Linked DNA regions of Drosophila melanogaster: region 1 is linked to region 2. Evidence: chromatin contacts called from public Hi-C data. All regions are on one chromosome and are shown on one strand. The core of a region is the stretch at or near the end of the contact, and the rest is flanking DNA. Distances in the headings are between cores, read along the strand shown.

Evidence for each region. A called contact is a pair of places that touch in the nucleus more often than the background predicts.
Region 1: a Hi-C map of the S2 cell line shows a contact between it and region 2, with 2.9 times the contacts expected there. A contact is called at or near these places in 21 of 107 Hi-C or Micro-C datasets (the Kc167 cell line, the PNm cell line, the S2 cell line and 7 more).

The regions. Positions count from the first base shown.
Region 1 is chr2L:13,487,891-13,493,481 of dm6, reverse strand. The region is part of intron 4 of CG42784; the gene reads right to left. All of the region lies in intron 2 of CG46308, which reads right to left. Among named protein-coding and RNA genes, the nearest start is that of CG46308, 29 kb to the right of the region's middle.
Region 2 is chr2L:13,329,351-13,334,467 of dm6, reverse strand. hbt (headbutt) reads left to right here and starts at 3,347. Exons shown (of 6, transcript NM_135791.3): 1 at 3,347-3,669.

The DNA.
Region 1 (5,591 bases), core at 2,697-5,196, 160 kb before region 2:
GGCCATTAATGACAGCAATTTATTCGTGCCCATTGATTGTTTGTTCAAGTGCACAACTTGGCTTGCTTTTGTGCCCTGACTGGCTGTATGCCGATAATTCGTCGAATCAATTAAAACATATTTATCGTAATGCTGTCTAATTGGTTAATTTTTGATGCCTTTATTGGTCTTTTAGGGATACGGATTGCGGGACCATACCGTCATTTAAAATGAATATAATATTATTGTAGCTGTGGATTTCAATTCAAAACTTTTGCTGCGAAGCTTAGAATATTTTCACTGCACGGGCAAGAGTATCTGTTTGCACCCACATCTCTGTCTTTCGACAATTGAAAACAAATCTGTGACAGGACTCGTAAGTAGGCAGATGCCGACAGCCCCGGCGATTTGGCCCGTGTACAATTTTATTATGCAGCTGCGAGGAAAAGCAACGACTTGAGCCGAGTGGCGCAGAATCAAGTGCAAAATGCACTTGCAAAATCAACTGGAGGAGGGCAAGGGGACAGGATGTTCGGACAGGTGGGCCGAGAGCCAAGGAACGTGGCTGGGAAAGAAAAAGTGCGCAGGCTAATGAAAAATGCAGGAGTAGCCGCAGCTGGAGCTGACACACGACCAAGTCGTAAAGAACGAGGTGGTAGCTAATGCTATACTGTGGTTAGACAATGCAGCAGCACCACAATGCAGGGGCACTGAGAGGAGACATTACAGGCAATTTCACTAAACGACACCGAAAGACCCAGCTTTCGAGCTGCCCTTCATCGCCCTTGCCCTTTTCTCACACTTCACCAAGTCCAAGTCCAGCCTGATGTGTCTTTGTTTCCGGTTGATGTCCGGGTGTTTTGGTGTCCGGAATCCTGAGGCGACTGGGCTCAAGGTGCTCCACGGCCTATGCGGCGAATCGGAGCTGAGCTGTCCCGAAACTGGCACATGGCCAGGGCCACGGGGCGAATGTGTACCGGCTTTGCCTTACGCTCTTGGTACACAAATCAGCATTAAGCCAAGGTCCAAAGACAGTTCATTAGGCCAAGTAATGCCCGGGGCTGCTCTCCATATTGGGCACTTCAATCAGACCGCAGTTTGAAAGCTCAATCAGAGATCAGGTACATTTGGATATAAATCTAAGCTAGAAATCATGTGTCAGGCTAAAAGAACATAATTAATACAATAAATCATTTTAATTTGTTAACGCAGGGAAGATTTTTTTAAAGGCTTAAGTCTGAAATTGAATTCTTTAAACGATACTTTCTTTGCATTATTCATTCACTATTCACTATTTTCTAACTGCATTTTTCCACACAGCTAAGTACTCCCTGCACTCTAAAAATACGCTTGGCCCATTTTGTTTGTCCCACATCTTGGAAGGCACTTCTAATAAAATTGATTTGATTTTAAATTCAATTCGCGTAAAACGCACGAATCGATGCGAGGAGCATATGCAACACATGGGGCCCAATGACTACCAGGCAGCCACTGGAAATCCCCAGCCAAGGACCAAGGAAACCAACCGGAGAGATCTGCTGCCCGACTGGCCAACAAAACAATTTAAAGGCAAAGCCACAAAGGAAAGTGGCGAAGTTTTCCCAAACGGAACCCGGGAAACCGAAAAAGTTAGCATTTAAGCGCAGATTGTGTAATGAAATCAGACCATATAGAATATATACATATATATGTATATATATATATGCGATATGGAAGAGGCAAGGGGAGAAACAGCGCCAGTGGCACCGCAAATTAAAGTCGTTTTGCGGCTAAATGTGAACAGTGGTGTGGCTGTGTGTGAGTACCGGTCTTGCGGACTTGGACTTCAAACGGAAGCAGACATTTCTTTTCGGTTTTTCTTTTTGCAGCCGGATATCCGGCCATGAAATGTAAACGTCGCAGCCGCGTTCGTTTCTTTTGCCTTTGTTTGCCTAATGAAAATGTCAAACGGTCTGCCAGAGTCCCGGTTTAATTGAATGCATGTGTCGGCTCTTGAAAAAAACCTATGAAGAATCAAATGGGATGGGTCAAGGAAATAGCAAAAGCCATCGATCAGCAGTCTGTTCTGCGCTCAATTTCACATTTCAGCGACGACACTATAAATCAAGCCAAGGGCTGTGGAGAAAGCGCTGAAAAATATGCTACATAATTTGTTCGCAATAAAATGTGCTTAAAGTGCTGCGCCAAGCACTGAGGCACTCGAACGACACTCGACAAATTTTCCTCTTCCATTTCTTCATATTTTTTTTTTTTTTTTTGGGTGGAAAACAATGGAGCGGGACGAACGGAAAATGCATGTCGCTGGTTTTCGGTTCCGTTCGATTGCATTTCATTGCACTGCAAAGTTTCGCCTTTTCCGGAGCTCTTACGTCCCCTTCCATTCCCGCTGACTTCCTTTCATTTCCAGTTGTTGTTCTTGGCAAAAAATAGGGGAAATAGTCTATGGCAGCCTGGGAAACTTTTTAGCCACAAATGGCAGTAAGTCAAGTTGACAGAAGAAGCCAAGTTTAAGTCGGGCTTTTCAAGTGCACACACGAGTGCTGACCACAAATTGTGCAATTCTCGGCTGCCACATTCCAAGGCCTTTCATTAGCCACCGAAAATTGATTAAGTCCTTGTCGAATTACCATTGATTACTTACTGCCACCATTTTTGTTACTTTTTGTTTTGGGCTAAGCTTACCACACGAACGTATACAGGTTGCGAGCGAGAAGAATCACATCGAAAAGCTTTAGGATTTTGTCTGCGAATGGGTTTTCAGGGATGGAAGACTTGGAGTTTGATGATACACATACTTTGAGCCTGGCTTTGTAGAATTTTTAGAGGGTTTTATAGCAATAGGCTGATATCTATTACAAAGTATTTTTTCAATTTTTTCTGAGTTTAGGTATTTTAGGTAGGTAGGTAAATTAAAGACCACAAAGAAAACATTATTAGTTTGTTTATCCTTAATCTGGTTCCAAGAAACTTTGCCATGACCACAAGCCACTTAAAATATTTGGAAAATATGTTGTATTAGTATTGTTAAGGCATGTGTGGGTTAGTCAATAGGCCATATTGCAGTGCTTAGTTCAAAGATACTTGTTGATAAACTCACTCTTGTGCTTTGGCTTGCGGTTAGTCAGCAAAAGGCTCGATGGTTACACAAAGCATTTTAAAGGGTGTTGGTTTGGATTTTTATACAAAAAGAAATTGATAGATACCCCGCTGTCAATGCAATAATCCGTTTTAAATGACAGGCCATTGGTACCCACGTGTGGAAAAATAAAATATACAGTGGAAAATAAATAATGTTTTTTTCTTGTTCGTAATTAAGCGCATGCGAGAAACGCACAGACTGCAAGATAAATTTATTAAAGAGTTGACTGAGCGAAATTAGAGCGAGACCGACAAGACAATTAAAATGCACGCAGCGGAATAACATTTGCATTCCATATATAAATATATATATATATATGCATATATAGACAGAGAGAAGGGTATATAGACTTACAGATAGAGAAGAGCAGAAAATATAATAAAAAATGACGAGCAAGGTAATGCAAACATGCGAGGAAAAAATGTTGAAAATTATACGATAGTTTTGTTTGTTGTTCAAATTCCGGCTGTTTTTATGTCCCAATATGTTAAAGTTCAATTTGGCGCACACACACAATTGCACGCGCACACACACTCACACATTTACATAGATAAACATATTTATATGGATTTAAGCTACTAAACCTAGCACGCTACTAAGTTTTTTTTAGTCACACAGAGCACGGGCCACAGCACAAAAAAGAGAGAGAGATATACATATTATATAATGAGATACAGAGAGAGAGAGAGAGAGAGAGAGCATTGTGATTACAATTTTAGACACCAATAGAGGAATAGAATCGGTAATGGATCACAATAACTAGACTTCTTAAATTTAGACTGTACCTAATTGGCGATCTGAATTTTTCATTGATTTTCATTTTAGCAAGCGTTGCATACTTTTGGGTTGATTTCTTTTTGGGGGTGAAATAGGTGTAATTAAATGTCGCGTACCTGCGTTTGAAAGAAATGAATAGAAAACAGTGTTTAACAGGAGTACGAGTGTGTGTGTGGGTGTATTTCCGGTGTTCATTTTGGAGTTTTAGTGCGTGCTTCGCATTGAGTAAGAGAAAGTAGGAGAGAAAGTAGAAAGGAAACCATAGAAATCTTGTCTCGTGTGTGTGTGAAAAGAAGGGCTTAAATTCAAGCTTAAATAAATTATAAAAAAGCAACGATTGAAGCTCGCAGCGGATATATTCCCAGAAGAGTGCCACATGTGTCGACATACATAGATTTAAAAAAATCATAAACCAATTTACACAAATGATTTTAATGTGTAACCTATCGGTACTGGCTTTATACATACTTTTAAGGGCCTTTATAATAATAATTCAAGGCTAAGTGTGCCCCAAAAGTATGCATAGTTATACGTGCCAAATTTGTTTGATTTTGTTGGCAAAATAACACTTTAATACTTTATTTTCGAAAATTGAATAGATACTTTTTGATGGTGATGAAATGCGCTTTATTGGCTTAGCTAGGTGGGGCTCGAAATTTGGTCTGAATTTTGGTTAGGTTTTTGGCCGGCATTGCTAAATTCAAAGGCTTTTCTAAGCTACGAAAAAACATTTCCTTACATTGTACTTATAAATTGTATTTGTTATAGGAATCACGCCAACTCTGACTTACCCAGACCGCTGGAAATATATTTGCATTTTGACTTACAGAACCCAAATCGAAAGAACGACAATACTCCCACCCAAAAAGCCTTTTAACCCACAGCCAAAATATATGCTGTGTACACGTTTTGGTATTTCTTTTTTTCTGTTTTTCTTTTCTGCTACCTTATTCGTTTTGTTTTCTTGGGTTGTTTTTGTTTTTAGCGCTTGCTTCAACATGTGAATGTTCCACAAAAAAATGGTTTCGGGCCGAAATTAAAATGTGCATTTCAATTTAAGGCAAAAGTTTCACTTTGGCTGTCGACTCGACGCGAATCGGTCGGCATTGTCAAAGGGAAAATTTTTTTTATTTGCATTTTGCCGTTTTTGTAAAACATTCAATTTGATTTTTTTTTATTTGAATACTTTGTTTTTTTTTTGTCTTATTTTTCCAAGCGTATTTTTTGTTTACTTCTTGATTGGTTTGACTTTGTGGAACAAATTTCGCAATTGAATCAAGTTGAGCTCCTAGATCGAAAACGGGAATGAGAGGCAAGTAAGCTTTACAGAATCTTTTGGGAAAACTTGATACCATTTTGTTTATTTTATATTAATGCATTTTGCTTGAGTGTTTGTTTGGCGTTTGAGTGTTATGTTTTTTATTTTGTGGTTGCTGTTGGTGGTTCGTTTTTGGTTGTTAGTTAATGTTGCATACTTTCTTTTAGTTTATCGTTTGATTGTTTCATATGTCTGTTGTTTTCTTTTGTTGATGACTACAAATAAAAAAATCAAAGCCAACAAATCAAGTATGAAACTAAATGAAAACTTATGAAACTAATTTATTGAGATAATTGAAATAGAAGAGAATGAGAGCTCACAAAATGTAAATTGAGTTCAATTGGCGGTTGGCAAACTTGTTGAGTTTCGCCACTGATT
Region 2 (5,117 bases), core at 2,098-4,597:
TCTCATTCCAATTTAGAGTTGTGCGTACATTTGGTCGCTTCATTAAATACATTGGCAATCGGCAGTTAAATGCATTAGCTACGTTTGCCCACAGAACAAATTACATAACCAGCCATCTCAGAGTTTATCAACGAATGTATTAAATTTTATTAAACCAATGCTGAAACCAAAGTCAATTAGAGTGACAATGGTGTAACTTACAGCACATATATTTATATTTAATTTATAGTTAAGCGGCTTTGCACCTTAATCGGCGCTGACAGTTGACAACCGCTTGTCAATTATGCCATGACTACTCGTATATGAAACTCCATCCTATATATATATATATTACGAATATGTACATATATATATATACCTACGGCTGGTCAGTTTTCACTGCTGAGCTGTTGTGGGCATTTTAATTATTTTGACATTTCGCCATTAGCTGTAAAACATAATTAACTACCGCAAACACAATTTAAATGTGAATGGAAAAAAAAAGAATTGGAAAGCTTCAATTGACGTCGAACTTATCTTGCGGCGCACAGAAAAAATTATGACTTTACTGTTTATTAAAATTTCATAAGCGGCTTAAACACAAAAATAAATTAAATGTCGATAAAAACTTTAATAGTTATAGTACATATATTTATTGTGTTTTCTAACATTTCGAATGTTTAACGAATGTATAAAATGTATGTGAAATTCACATTGTAAATAATCAAAACTTTAAAAGCATTGTAGAAGTTTTAAAACATTTGTAGTCTTATTGAGAAAGAAATATTTTACGTGTAAACACATTTTTGTTTGTTTATCGCAATAAAAACTCAGCTGGACATTGCCGAGCACCAATTTCAATTCATTTTTCTTTTCTTTCATTTGACAAATGCAAAAATTGTTCACATTAATGTGTTGTCACAGCGGTGGGTTCGTGAATATGTGTAAGTATATAGATTGATATATTTATCAATTAATTGAGTATTATGGAATTAAATTAATATTTGGCTTGTTGTCACCCGTGGACATAAACGGATTAAAGAATCACAATGATAGGGCTTATGCGATTCAGTTGGATTGATTTTAAATATAAGCTATAAAACAAGAAGTTCGTAAGTAAAGGGAAGTTATTAACAGGAATTATCTATGTTCATTACATTTATCTATCTGCAACCAGAAAACAAGTTTGTCTTTAAAATTATAATTTAAGATGATAGATAGACAAATATGGAATTTATTTTAGAATATTTATACATTTTGTAAGCATTTTATTATAAAAAACTCGGAAAATGATTTTTAAATTTTAAAGCTTACACTGTAAACGCAACCATTTGCCTTACAAAAATATTTAAATAAATATTCAATAGACACTTCTTTTGAATTTAGATTAATACAATTTGTAAAAATGACTAATAAGTAAAAAAGTAAAATCTATGTAAAGAACATGTACATGTAAGAAACCTTCAATCTTCGAGCTTCCTTTTTCCAAAAGCTGGCCAGTCTGAAGAATTTCAAAGCCATCGTTTGTGAGCTTTTTAAGACAAGCAAGCAGTGCGAAAAGCTTTAGTCATTCAAACATATCACGTATACGTAAGATGAAATGGTCGTTACGTTATTACAATTTTAAAATCGAACAAGCTTCTGTTTCAATTTGTATTTAAAATAAAATTAAAATGGTCTGAGGAAATTACTGGTACGATGGGAAAATATATATGTAATATAAAAATATTTAGGTACTTTCATTAATGGGCAACCTACAATGAATGTTGAAGGTTTTGTTTTAATTCCCATAAAATATGTTCCATTTTTTTATGTATATGTATGTTATGTATATTAAATGTATATAATGCATTTATTTAAATAATTATTGATTTCATCATTGTATGTGTAGCCTCAAATCTAAGGGAAAATATCAATGTCTGAAATCAGGAAATTTAGTATAAGTAAGAGCACCCATCAAAAAGTGTACACAACTTTCACTTCCATTTACAGACTCTGGCGGCGGGTAAACAATCCTTTTGTTGGCCAGCTTTATTTGACTATTGTGATTACATTTCCTTGGTTCCTCTTCGCAGTTGCAACTTTCGTTGTTGCAACTCCGCAAGAGTGCCACGCCCACGCCTTACGCAAAAAGCACAGCGCGCAGCTTTTGTCTGCTTAACAGACAACCGGGCCAACGACAACAGCAGCAACCACAACTAACCTTTCCTAATAAAAAGTGATTGCGACGGCCTTCAGCGGCCGCAAAAGCAAGGCGCCACCCCCCGTGAGCAAAAAAAAAAAAAAAATCGCAAAAAAAAAACACACACATACAGGAAGCGTCCTGCATGGTCCGAGCCAAAAAAAGCTCGGTTACATCAACTCTCTGAGCGGAGAGCTCGCTCTCTCGCTTGGCCAAGCTTTTCATTGAGCACGCACATTGAGGCAGGTGCACGGCATCCTTTGGCGCGAGAGAATGCGACATCCGGAGAGCCGGAGAGCACGACCATTGAGGGTCCTGTTCGGGAGAGCTGACGCCTCTGTGTCTAACTAAACGGAAGAGGCTCAAGGCGTCGCTTGATACTTCCACAGTCATCTCAATTTCAAGACTAGAAGGTTAAATAGATCTTTATTTATATTATGATTCAATTAAATTATTAATTTTATATTTCAAATATTTAAAAAAAAGCCTTATGGTTATGTCCTTAAAATATATTATTTTTAATTTAAGTTATAAGATAGAAAATCTTATATGGAGTTCTTAAATATTATTCATAAAACGTAAGTGGGAACATGTGAATTAGTTAAACAATAAGTCTCTCTGTTAAATAAATACATTTTGTCCTGAATTGGATTACAAAATCTCTTGTTCTTCAAAACACCTCAAAATCAATTGAGGTCTCCATCCTTTTCGGTATGCCGCCCTGAATCGATTTTCGGCAATTCGCGCAAAATACCCGCCACCGACAAATGATTCATCCATCATTTGTGAGCCCACCTGGCTGGAAGTGAAGTAGCGTTACGCGGACTTCTTACCCTGCGAATTGTTGTTGCAAAGCGAGTGGGTCCTAATGTGACTCCTTGCACCAGGACACCCGTTCAACGGGGAGGAAAAACCGGCTTTTTGCAACAAACAACAACACGAAAACAAATAGAATCAAGTGACGCCACATCAGGTGACGTGAAGCTCGGAGAGTCGAGCTTTGAGAGCGACTCAAAGAGGCAATTATGCTGGTTTTTTGGCCCAGCACAGCTGACGCACGTTCACGTGGCTCCTGGCACCAATACACACACGCAGGCGACTCTCACGCTCTCGCACACCAACACACATGCACGAAAGTGAGGCAGCTTTTCTGCTTTTCTACGTTGCCGACTCGCTCGACAATTTCAGTTGGGCGACAGACTCTGGACTCGACAGAAAAACGAGAGCTTGGAAATTTTGTGGTCCGTGATTATTACCTGGAGATCTTTGGTGAAAACTAATGCAAACACTCAGCATCTGCACCTGCACCAAAATCAAATAAAAAAAAAGGATGCTCCCAAATAGATACGTGTGTGTGTGACCCAAAACGGGCAAAGTTGTAACGCAGAAAGCGCAATTTACAAACAAAATGCCAAGTGATTCGATTGTGTGAGAAGTCAGTGGAAAATCCATTAAGCAGCGAAACGACAGACGTCAGTCTTCAATCAAATGTAGCGCCAAAAGTCCAGGTGAGAATGCGACAAGTCCTGGAGAAATCCTGCAGGACGTAACGAAAACACGGGCCAAGCCAGGCCAGGCGAAAAACAATTCCGATTGCAGCATGCAGCGGGCGCAGCCAATCAGCGAATGGCGTTCTCTGACATTGGCTGCCTCAAACGGTGGCACGTTGTTGTTCTTGCCCTGCTCCTCCAGCTCGTCCTGCTCGTCCTGTAGCCAGTGGCTCGTATCAAGCTTAAATGTCAGGGGCATGTGCACCCAGCACCCAGCTGCCGAGGGAATTAGGAGCACCCTTTCCCGATCCACTTTTTCTGCGCCTTTTCCTCGGCTGAATTTTAAAATTATCACTTTCGCCCATCGCACAGCGTCGACTTGCAGCCGCAAAAGTTTAAAAACAATTTGAATAGGTATTTATTTGGGTGTGTTTTTCTCGTTTTGTTTCATAGAAGTTCCATGAGAATGTATTTCGTTTCCTCTTTCCATTGTAATTTACTTTGCAAAACTTCCCCACACAGGATCAAAACAAAGAAATTAAACAATTTTTATTTCAGAACATTTTTAAAAGATACATTCATGAGAAAATATTAAAGAAAAACAAATTAGCATACATTTATTTTATATTTCCAATTAGGCTTTAAATATAACATAAAATATATAATTTTGCTTTTGTTAGTTTTCAACAAAAGTACAATAAATGCATATGGAATTCATAATGAATATATAAAAAATATATGTATATCATATATGTTTTTGAAGAACAGCATATAATTCCGTGATCACGTTTTTGTAATCATTAAATACAACCACAGACTAGTAACACACGTTTCTGTTTCATATTCTGAAACCGCAAAAAATAACCACAAAGGTTTCGAATTAGTTTAATAACCATGTTACTTTTTAGACTCAAACGTATTTGTAAATTGTTTGCTGCACGCGTTTCTCAGTCGCCGGCTGCCGACCAAAAACAAAACAAATTAAAGTACATAAAACGTGAAATTATAGGGAAGCCTGTGTCTGTCCCGCACTCACATCCCCTTCTCTGCACGCTTGAATGGCCACCGATAAACCCGCTCAAAAGTCCTGGACAGGTTAGCACGCGACTTCTGGCTGATTATGCCTAATAACTGTGAGCCAAATTCGAGACGCAACAAAGACGAACCAAGAATGCCGAAAACTTTTAATGAGATTTTTGCTCAAATTTTGGTTTGCCTTCCGCCTGATGGGGCATATTAGGCATTATGGGCAGTTTGCTATTTAAACTATTTAAATTGCTGAAACATATGAAAAGTTGGGCTTTAATCAATACATATTGTGGTATCAAGCGTTGAAAGAAAATTGATATAAAACATGTACACATTTTATAATGAATTTTTATATTTTTGTCATTCTATAAAATTAAATTTACATAACTTTACACATATTTTTTTAAGACAGACTTAACTTGACTGAAAATAGTTGT